Regions from separate parts of the Zea mays genome. Here regions 1 and 2 are each linked to region 3. The links are chromatin contacts, called in public Hi-C maps. All regions are on one chromosome and are shown on one strand. The core of a region is the stretch at or near the end of the contact, and the rest is flanking DNA. Distances in the headings are between cores, read along the strand shown. Region 1 has its middle 6.1 kb from the start of LOC103630796. Region 2 holds the start of LOC100281241. Region 3 overlaps LOC103630794 (TATA-binding protein-associated factor BTAF1).

What was found. A called contact is a pair of places that touch in the nucleus more often than the background predicts.
Region 1: a Hi-C map of root tip shows a contact between it and region 3, with 2.5 times the contacts expected there. The contact joins two enhancer-like sites. A contact is called at or near these places in 7 of 25 Hi-C or Micro-C datasets (ear, leaf, leaf mesophyll and 2 more).
Region 2: a contact with region 3 is called in a Hi-C map of leaf, with 2.2 times the contacts expected there. The contact joins the promoter of LOC100281241 here to the enhancer-like site in region 3. A contact is called at or near these places in 11 of 25 Hi-C or Micro-C datasets (bundle sheath, ear, endosperm and 3 more) and 1 of 3 datasets of contacts at active chromatin or transcription factors (leaf).

The regions. Positions count from the first base shown.
Region 1 is chr6:178,870,742-178,873,441 of Zm-B73-REFERENCE-NAM-5.0, forward strand. No RefSeq gene overlaps it. Among protein-coding and RNA genes, the nearest start is that of LOC103630796, 6.1 kb to the left of the region's middle. Within about 2 kb of position 1,395, at least 17 of the 20 cell types and tissues checked have an H3K27ac peak or open chromatin away from gene starts, as enhancers often do. A contact at or near this core is called in root tip, where this site is marked.
Region 2 is chr6:178,559,698-178,562,397 of Zm-B73-REFERENCE-NAM-5.0, forward strand. It overlaps LOC100281241, which reads right to left and starts at 1,430. Exons shown (of 11, transcript NM_001154160.2): 1 at 1,190-1,430; 2 at 1,029-1,097; 3 at 786-913; 4 at 597-696. The coding sequence starts at 1,312.
Region 3 is chr6:178,722,284-178,725,003 of Zm-B73-REFERENCE-NAM-5.0, forward strand. LOC103630794 (TATA-binding protein-associated factor BTAF1) reads right to left here. Exons shown (of 29, transcript XM_008651860.3): 24 at 2,361-2,615; 25 at 2,194-2,243; 26 at 1,942-2,051; 27 at 1,787-1,869; 28 at 1,501-1,713; 29 at 1,045-1,419. The coding sequence ends at 1,279. Among protein-coding and RNA genes, the nearest start is that of LOC103630794, 24 kb to the right of the region's middle. Within about 2 kb of position 1,453, at least 2 of the 20 cell types and tissues checked have an H3K27ac peak or open chromatin away from gene starts, as enhancers often do. A contact at or near this core is called in root tip, where this site is marked.

The DNA of each region.
Region 1 (2,700 bases), core at 145-2,644, 150 kb after region 3:
TAGGAACGTTCTGCTCAAACCAGTATAAACCTTGCACCCACCGAACACATCATCCAGAACCCAGAACGCACACATACAAATTTACTTGTCAGAGCCAGGTTCTAAACCGACAGTTGACGCACCAGGTAGGGGCCTTGCGCTTTCTCGATGAACTCTCTAGGCACCAGATGGCCGGTCACAACGCCGATCAGACCCTCGAGATGGCGACCGTTTCGGGAACCTCGACTTCGTCCTCGATGGCGAAGGGGAAATGGTCAGGCCCCCAGAAGCCTGACCCCTTCTGCCTAGGAGTCTCGACATTGCCACGAGGGCCAGCGGCGGCCCCATATTGTTTGCACTCTCGGAGCGATCGTCCGCTTCAGGGGCCTCGACTTCATCATCAACGAAGAAGGCGAGATGGTCTGGGCGGCGCCCGCTCGGCCTCCTTCGCCCAAAAACCCTAACGCCACTACGAAAGCATTTGGCGGCCTTAGCCTTGCCCTGCAGGGGCAGGGTACAGGGCAAGGATTGTCCTTACCCTATGAGGACGACGATATAAGACGACATATTGCAATCCACATGGGGCCCAACCCCTCGTATGACGATATATGGGCCTTCTTCTCGTCCTACGCGGAGCTTTCCACGTTGTACGATGAGGAAAGGTTGCCCCACCCCGGCGGCTCTAACGGCAGCCATGGCGTGATTCCACCTCACCTGCGCCACGCCCCGAGGGTGATTACGGCTCTCTTAGCCCACGACCACCTACCTACTATCCGATGATCTAGAATTCATAGAGATGGTCGACGGTGGTGGGGACCTCGTCTTCAATGCAATTTGCTCGGACTCAGACCCTGTCTCTCCAACAAGCAGTGAGGGAGGGACCCCAACAATGGGGAGAACGAAGGATGCCGCCCCACAGGGGTAGGGTACGAGGCAAGGATCGTCCTTACCCTATGAGGCCGACAAGATAAGGCGACAGATTGCAATCCACATCGACCCAGCCCCTCATACGACGATCTGTGGGCTTTCTTCTCGTCCTACATAGAGCTTTCCACGATGTACGACGAGAAAAGGTTGCCCCGCCATGACGTCTCTAGCGGCAGCCAAGCGGCAGCCCTGGCATGATTCCACCTCATTGTGCCACGCTAGGGGGTGATCGCGGCTCACGTAGCCCACGACCACCTCCCTACTACCGACGATCTAGAGTTTGTAGGGATGGTCGACGGCAGCGAGGACCTCATCTTCGATGCACTCTGCTCGGATTCAGACTCGGACTCTACCTCTCCAATGAGCGGCGAGGGAGGTGCCCCCAACGACGAGGAGAACAAAAGACACACGACCATCGCAACCCCTGCCCTCCCGAAAGGACAGGTGCCACTGGCAGCACCAGTGAAATGGGCCGCCACACGCGGCAGGAGCCAGAGGGGCCATCAGGCGTGATGCCTCCGATGAGAGCCCATGGTAGTTTGCCGACAGGAGCGAGTCCACACCCTGTTTGTAATTCCTTGATGGTTATTAATAAAACATGTTTCAGAACTATTCTTGGGGTCGGACACAGGAAAAGGGGGCGAACGCCAACCTAGGCTCGGCCCAGTGCCAACCAACACGGATGTTCATAGAATTGAAGAAATGTCAAAAAAAGTTATATCCCTTAAACCATTACAAAGACACAAATTTTCCTTAACCCCTCGTGGGGGAGCGCAATCAAGCAGGGCGACTCCCAGTTTCCGAGCAAAGGGCTCCGCAGCTTTCACCATTTCGGCAAGCTCTGTATCACTCCAGGCATCGCAGTAACCTTCACTTAGGGCCTCCAGTTCGATTCCGCCTTCGATATGGGACGTAACAACGACGAAGGCCTGACAGATCCCCCGGCAGAAGTATTCAATTTTGAGCTCCCAGATCCGACCTGCGAGGCTCTCGAGGCAGGAGATCAAGGACATGTAGTTTCTATGTGCCGATATGTGCCTTTTTTCCTTCTCCAACTCCTCCAAGCGATGCTGCGTATAATTTTTATGTAGTTTTTTATTTCTAGTAAATAATCTGTTACTACTAAAAATTCAGATAAATTAGAGCCAACATAATATCTAATTAGCGTTTTTATGTAAAATTATATAAATTTTGGATACTATAAGATGATAGAACTAAAAAAACAAAATTTATGCTACTTAAATCAGTACCACATTATTAAAACTGTCAACGAAAACAGACCAATGGTTATTTGTCTCGTTTATAAAGCTGAAGGGTTGAACAATCAATTTTAAAGGCGAAATATCAATGTTACGCAGACTTATTCCTAAACCTATAACTCACTCCAGTATTGGAACACACTGAATTTTCCTTTTCTTCTTCTCTTCTCCTCCATCTCCGGCAGTTTTAGAAGAAAATTTTGGGAGGCAACTAGGCCAAGGCGGTGAGGTCGGAAGAGACAGTAGCAAGGTGGTGACGCCGCTGAAACGGGTGGCGGAGCAGGAGATGGGGCTAGCTTGAGATCGGGGGCGATCATGGCTAAGACGGCGTGGAGAGGGAAAGATGGAGGTCGCCATGGACACGGTAGCGTCTCACCGGCGTGCAGTTGCGGCGACGCGTCGGGAAAAAGAAGATGCATAGAGCCCAAAATAGTCGGGTGTAGTATAGACAGTTTTTTGTACGGAAAAACTCTGAAATTCAAGTCCCAAATCACCCAATTCGAATTCCAATTTCAATTCCATCTCGTCGCATCAG
Region 2 (2,700 bases), core at 180-2,679, 160 kb before region 3:
AAAACCGAGAGCCATAAAACTGAGGGCAAAACAAAAATCACAGCCAAAGAACCAAATGGTATTTTAGCTGAGAAACGTGATTTTTTTGTTTGTCGAGTCCTGACAAAATCTGTGATCAATGGTTTCTCATCACTTTGCGTCCTAGTGGCTCCACAAATCTGTATCAGAAGCACGTGACAACTATATGCTAGGACAAGTGGAAGTAGATCTAATAGTCAAACAAACAGTGGTTAGAACAATGTAGTGATAACGTTGAATTGACATGAAAGAAGGCAAAAATCCCCTAGAATATCTTGGCAACTGTACTGAGCTCCTTCGTAATGTACACGTCTAAGTATAAAACATGGCCTCTTATTATACATATATGAATATGGTTGCATGTATTTCAGTTGTGAAGCCTGAAGAGCAACCATAGCTCCTCAATTCCAACCAGGACTGCAACAGTAGCAAATAAAATACCCGTGAGTCTAGCATCTAGCTAATGAGTTGATGTTGCTATACCAGCGATAAACTGGGGCAGGCCGGGACAGGACACAAAAAAGGATAGGCAGAGAGGAGCGGAGTTGTGTAATAAGACTTAAGACGTGCAATCAAACCTTCATATCATCCTCAATCTTGGCAACCTGTGACTGGATGCTGCCAACAATCTCCTTGAGCGGAGACATTGTGGGGTATTTGCCCTCATCCCACACGAACCTGAACGCGGAGCCAACACAAAAGGTTGGTTTTAGGCGTCCGATCAGCTGGGCAGCCTGGGCTGGACAGATAGCAGTTAGGCAGCAGACCTGGTGAGGTAGGTGTCGACAGGAACGCCATCGACGGTGAGGGTCCCACTCTCGACCCCTCCGGCGCGCTCGAGGTCCTCGATCTGCCTCCGGATCTTGTGTGACACGCCCTCCACGAAAACATTGGACTGCGGGCAGGGTATAGATGGCATCGAATCAGAGGCTAGTGCTCGGGGCAGCAGACGTTAGAGGTGGGAAAACGGAGATCGAGATCGTGCGGGAAGCAAAGGCGGCGGGGGGAACCTTGACGAGGTCGTCGCTGAGGGCGAGAAGCGAGTCGAGGGTGCCGACGCGGAGATCCGGGACGTTGAACTGCGCAGATGGCGGATACGGTGAGGCGACGCGAGAACTAAATTCCGGCGGGAGAGTGAGAGGGAGAGGGGTCGGAAAAGGGGATCTCTTACGCGGTAGAGCGGAGTGTCGAAGGAGTGGCGGGAGATGGAGTCCTGGAGGCGAGACCACAGGGAGCTTGCGATGGCGCCAGGTGACTGCACGGGCAGAGACACGATCCAGTAGCGTGTCGCCATGGGCGCTGGCGGTGAGACTCGGGGGAGGAGGCGCTGGTTTGGTTCGTGTGATCTGGTTGACGCAGGAGCTCGCGGCTTCGCAATGGAGGAGACGGACACCCGCACGGCCGCACCGCACGGATCAGAATTCAGAGGAGCAGGACATGTCGGCTTCTGTGTGGGGCTGACGTGTCTTTTAGCAGTGAGTAACGAGTTCGAAATTAGAGAGCTGGAATCGGCTTTGGTTCACTTAAACCAGACTCGTTGCAAAAAAATTGTGATTCCAACTAAATGAGTTAGTTTAATTTAGAATCGTTTCCTACTCAAATACTTCAAATTTTTATCATTCATGTTACTAAGCTATCATATTCAACAGTTGTTTTAACTAAATTACTACTATTGTCAACTCGCTTCAACTTTCTCAGAACTTATGGTCAGAGTCGGATTTTTAGTAATTTACAGTTGAACCAAACAGACCCTAAAATATAGTCGAGTGATCAGATAGACATATTTGATGTGCTAGGCCAATTAATTAACTTTGCAATCATAGCCTAAACCCATGATCATTTGTGTTGATGATCATAGTAGACACAAAGAACTCTTTGTTTGGAAGAAAAACTCGCTAGAGATTTTTATCTCAACCATGATACATCCTAGTTTTCTTAATGGTTCTTTAACGATGTCTAGCGCTCAATAGCTTCAGAACCCCAAAAAACACCTGAAACCCGCGAACAACGGTGGAAACGAGAAAACTCGTGTTTGAAGAGCTGAAACAAGTTGGAAACATATTCTACAAAGTGAGGTACATCTTTGAAGCTTTAACATTGCCTTAGAATGTCTGGCACTCTATTTGTCGGCGTTTTGGACCCGCGAGGACCCTCAACCGATTAGTGAATTTGACGTTGCGTGTCCCTGTCCAGATGGGTAGATGCAAGATGGAACACAAGGGGAGGATGAGGCTTATATTATCTTGCACCGGGGTGCTCGTAGTAGGGGTTACAAGCGTTGCGAGAGAGAGAGGGTGCGCCCTTGAGGTGAGTCGTCTGAGTTAGCCTTCTCTGCGTTTTCTCTCCTTCTCTGCCTGCCTCCTTTGGGAAGGCCCTGGACATCCCTTTTATAGATACAAGGAGATGGTCCAGCTGTACATGTGGGTGTAGCTATGTGCTAACGTGGCCGGCGGAGAAGTACTTGAGCCCTGTAGAAGCGCAGCTGGCGGTGCGGCCTGGGTCTTGCTGACGTTTCTTTGCCTTCGTAGGGAGCTTGAGAACAATCGACGTCATGGACGCATGCAGGGAACCATCATTACCTGTTGCCGGAGTAATCTAGATGGGACACCGGTCTTGTTCCTTCGTAGCCTAAGGCAGCTAGCTAGGGGTAGGGTAATGATGTATCCCCTGTGGCGTAGTCGG
Region 3 (2,720 bases), core at 203-2,702:
ATATTTTGTATAAAAGTGAATTAGCTTAATTGATATATGCCTAAATTACTATTATTAGAATGGAATTCAATTCCAGTGATCCAAACGGGGTGTTAGAGATATTCAAAGTTGTACCAACTATCGAGGGATTAAGCTCACGAGCCACTCTATGAAGCTATGGGAGAGAGTTATTGAGTATCGCCTGAGAGGAATGACGCATACCACCATGAATCAATTTGGATTCATGCCTGGAAGGTCAACCATGGAAGCAATTTTCTTAATGAGACAGGTCATGGAGCGGTGTAAGGATTCATGTTTTTCGCTGACGATGTAGTTCTAGTAGATAAAAGCCGGGAAAGAGTAAATAGAAAGCTAGAGTTATATCATCGAACCCTAGAGTCAAAAGGATTTAGAATTAGCAAGACCAAAACCGAGTATATGAAATATGACTGGTACTACAATTAGTGAGGATTGAGTTGTAAGTTTGGTAGGCTGGTAGTACCAAAGGACACCTTCCGTTATTTGGGATTAATGCTACAGAGATATTGTGATATTGATGAAGATGTTAGCTATAGGATCCAAGGAGGGATGGATGAAATGGCGTCAAGCACCGAGAGTACTATGTGACAAGAGAGTGTCACAGAAGTTGAAAGGCAAGTTCTATAGGACGACGATTAGGCCTGCTATGTTATATGGGGTTGAATGTTGGTCTACTAAGAGACAGTGTATCCAACAACTGTCGCAGAGATGCATATATTGCGTTGGATATGTGGGCACACAAGATTGGATCGAGTAAGAAACATCAACTAGAACACTAATTGAAGAAAAACTTATTCAACATCGGTTGAGATGGTTTGAACAAGCGATAGGTCTAGAAAGTGTGCAAGCATATCAGCATTCACCTTTCCAGGTTCGCTGCGACTTGCCGCGTCTTTAATCCAAATGCGGCTTCTACAATATTTTGTTTCTATGAAGTATTTTGTTTCTATGAATTGCAGCTGCAGCAGTCCATATAGCTACGGCCGCGGCAGAACAAAGTACATGGAACAGTCACCATGACCAATCAAGGGAAATTCTGATAAGAGCTGCAGCTTTGATTATAGGTGAGCAGAGTATATACAACTCCTCAAAACAAAAATTGAGGAAGATGGAAACCAAAAAAATTGAGATCGTAACCCCAACCACCACCTATATCTGTTAGCATCTAATCTTTTCCTTCCTCTATCAAACAACAGCAACAACAAAATTAACCTGCCCCAAATTGCTTTATACACTGTACACGAGCCAGCCGGTGGTGGCTCAGCCGTTCAGCTTCGCCAGGAACTGGTTCAGATCATACTCATCGGCATACTGCGACTGATCCCAAAGCTCATCCAGACCATTAAGAATGGACTTCAAGCCTTTGCCACCAGATTTCCTCTTACTCTGCTCGTCGCTTGCCTGATACACGGGCCAGAGAATGGATCAGAAAAACAAAACATTTCCCACGAAAGCAAAGAACAAACAAACGAACTGCCTTACTTTTCTTGAAGCAGGGGTTGATGTGAACAGATCAAGCAGCTGGTCAGTGTTCATGGTCTTCAAGCTCGAGTTCTCAGCATTGATGACAGCATTGGCGACTGACACCTTGAACCTCTGGAGAGACATCACCTTCTCCTCAAGGGTGCCACGCATGATGAGACGGTGAACATTCACCACTTTCCTTTGACCCAATCGATGTGCTCTGTCCATAGCCTACAAGACAGACAAGGCTATGATGACTAAACGAAAAATCCTCATGAAAAATACAAAGAAACACAAAACTTACCTGAAGGTCCTTCATTGGGTTCCAATCATGTTCCACGAACACCAATGTGTCGGCAGATGTCAAGTTCAAGCCAAGCCCACCGACTGCAAAAAGAAAGAATCAGACCAAGCTTTCCCAACATATCAATGAACAATTCCACAGCTTCCTAAACATACCATGGGTTGTTAGCAGAAGTACATCAATGGTTGGGTCTGAATTGAATGCTTTAACGATTTCAAATCTCTTCTCTGGATCAACAGAGCCATCCAGCCGCAAATATGTGACACTGCAAAACATCAAGTTTTCTTAATTAGATGATTTGCTCAAAGAATAATCACTACAACCAAAGGAATGCAGCAGAAGCCCATACCATACAGCAAGATCAACACATGGACCCAGCACAAGAAATAAAATGTCATATAACTCACCTTCTCATATGAGATTGAAACAGGTCCTTCTCTATGATGTCAAGAAAAGCCTGAAGGAAAGAAAGTTGGACCGTGAGACAAGATTTTTTCCCCACTTGAAAGGATGACAGAACGAAAGGCCTTGGAATGACAAAATAACCATCTCAAATTTCGATAGGTTTTCATACCTTATGCTGAGCAAAAATCAAAACTCTGTGTTGCCCAACAGCTGTAGAAGCATCAGGACTAGATATTTCTGACCCTATACCACATTCTTGAAGTATTTCTTGAAGAGCAACAAGCTTAGGTGAGTGGTGAAGCTCATGAAGCTCACTGCCAGATCCCAGACCTATTTCATTCAGAAGATCCACAAGATGATTTGGGGGGTTCTCCCCAGTTACAAGCAAGGGATGGCTGCATAGTTTTAATAGGTACTGCAATGCCTGCATTAAAAATGCAAATTTAGTTAGAAAGCAATCCCATTAAAACAAAAAAAAAATGTAAGGGCTTGTTCGTTTTGATGTTAAACCATGTGAATTGGGTGGGAT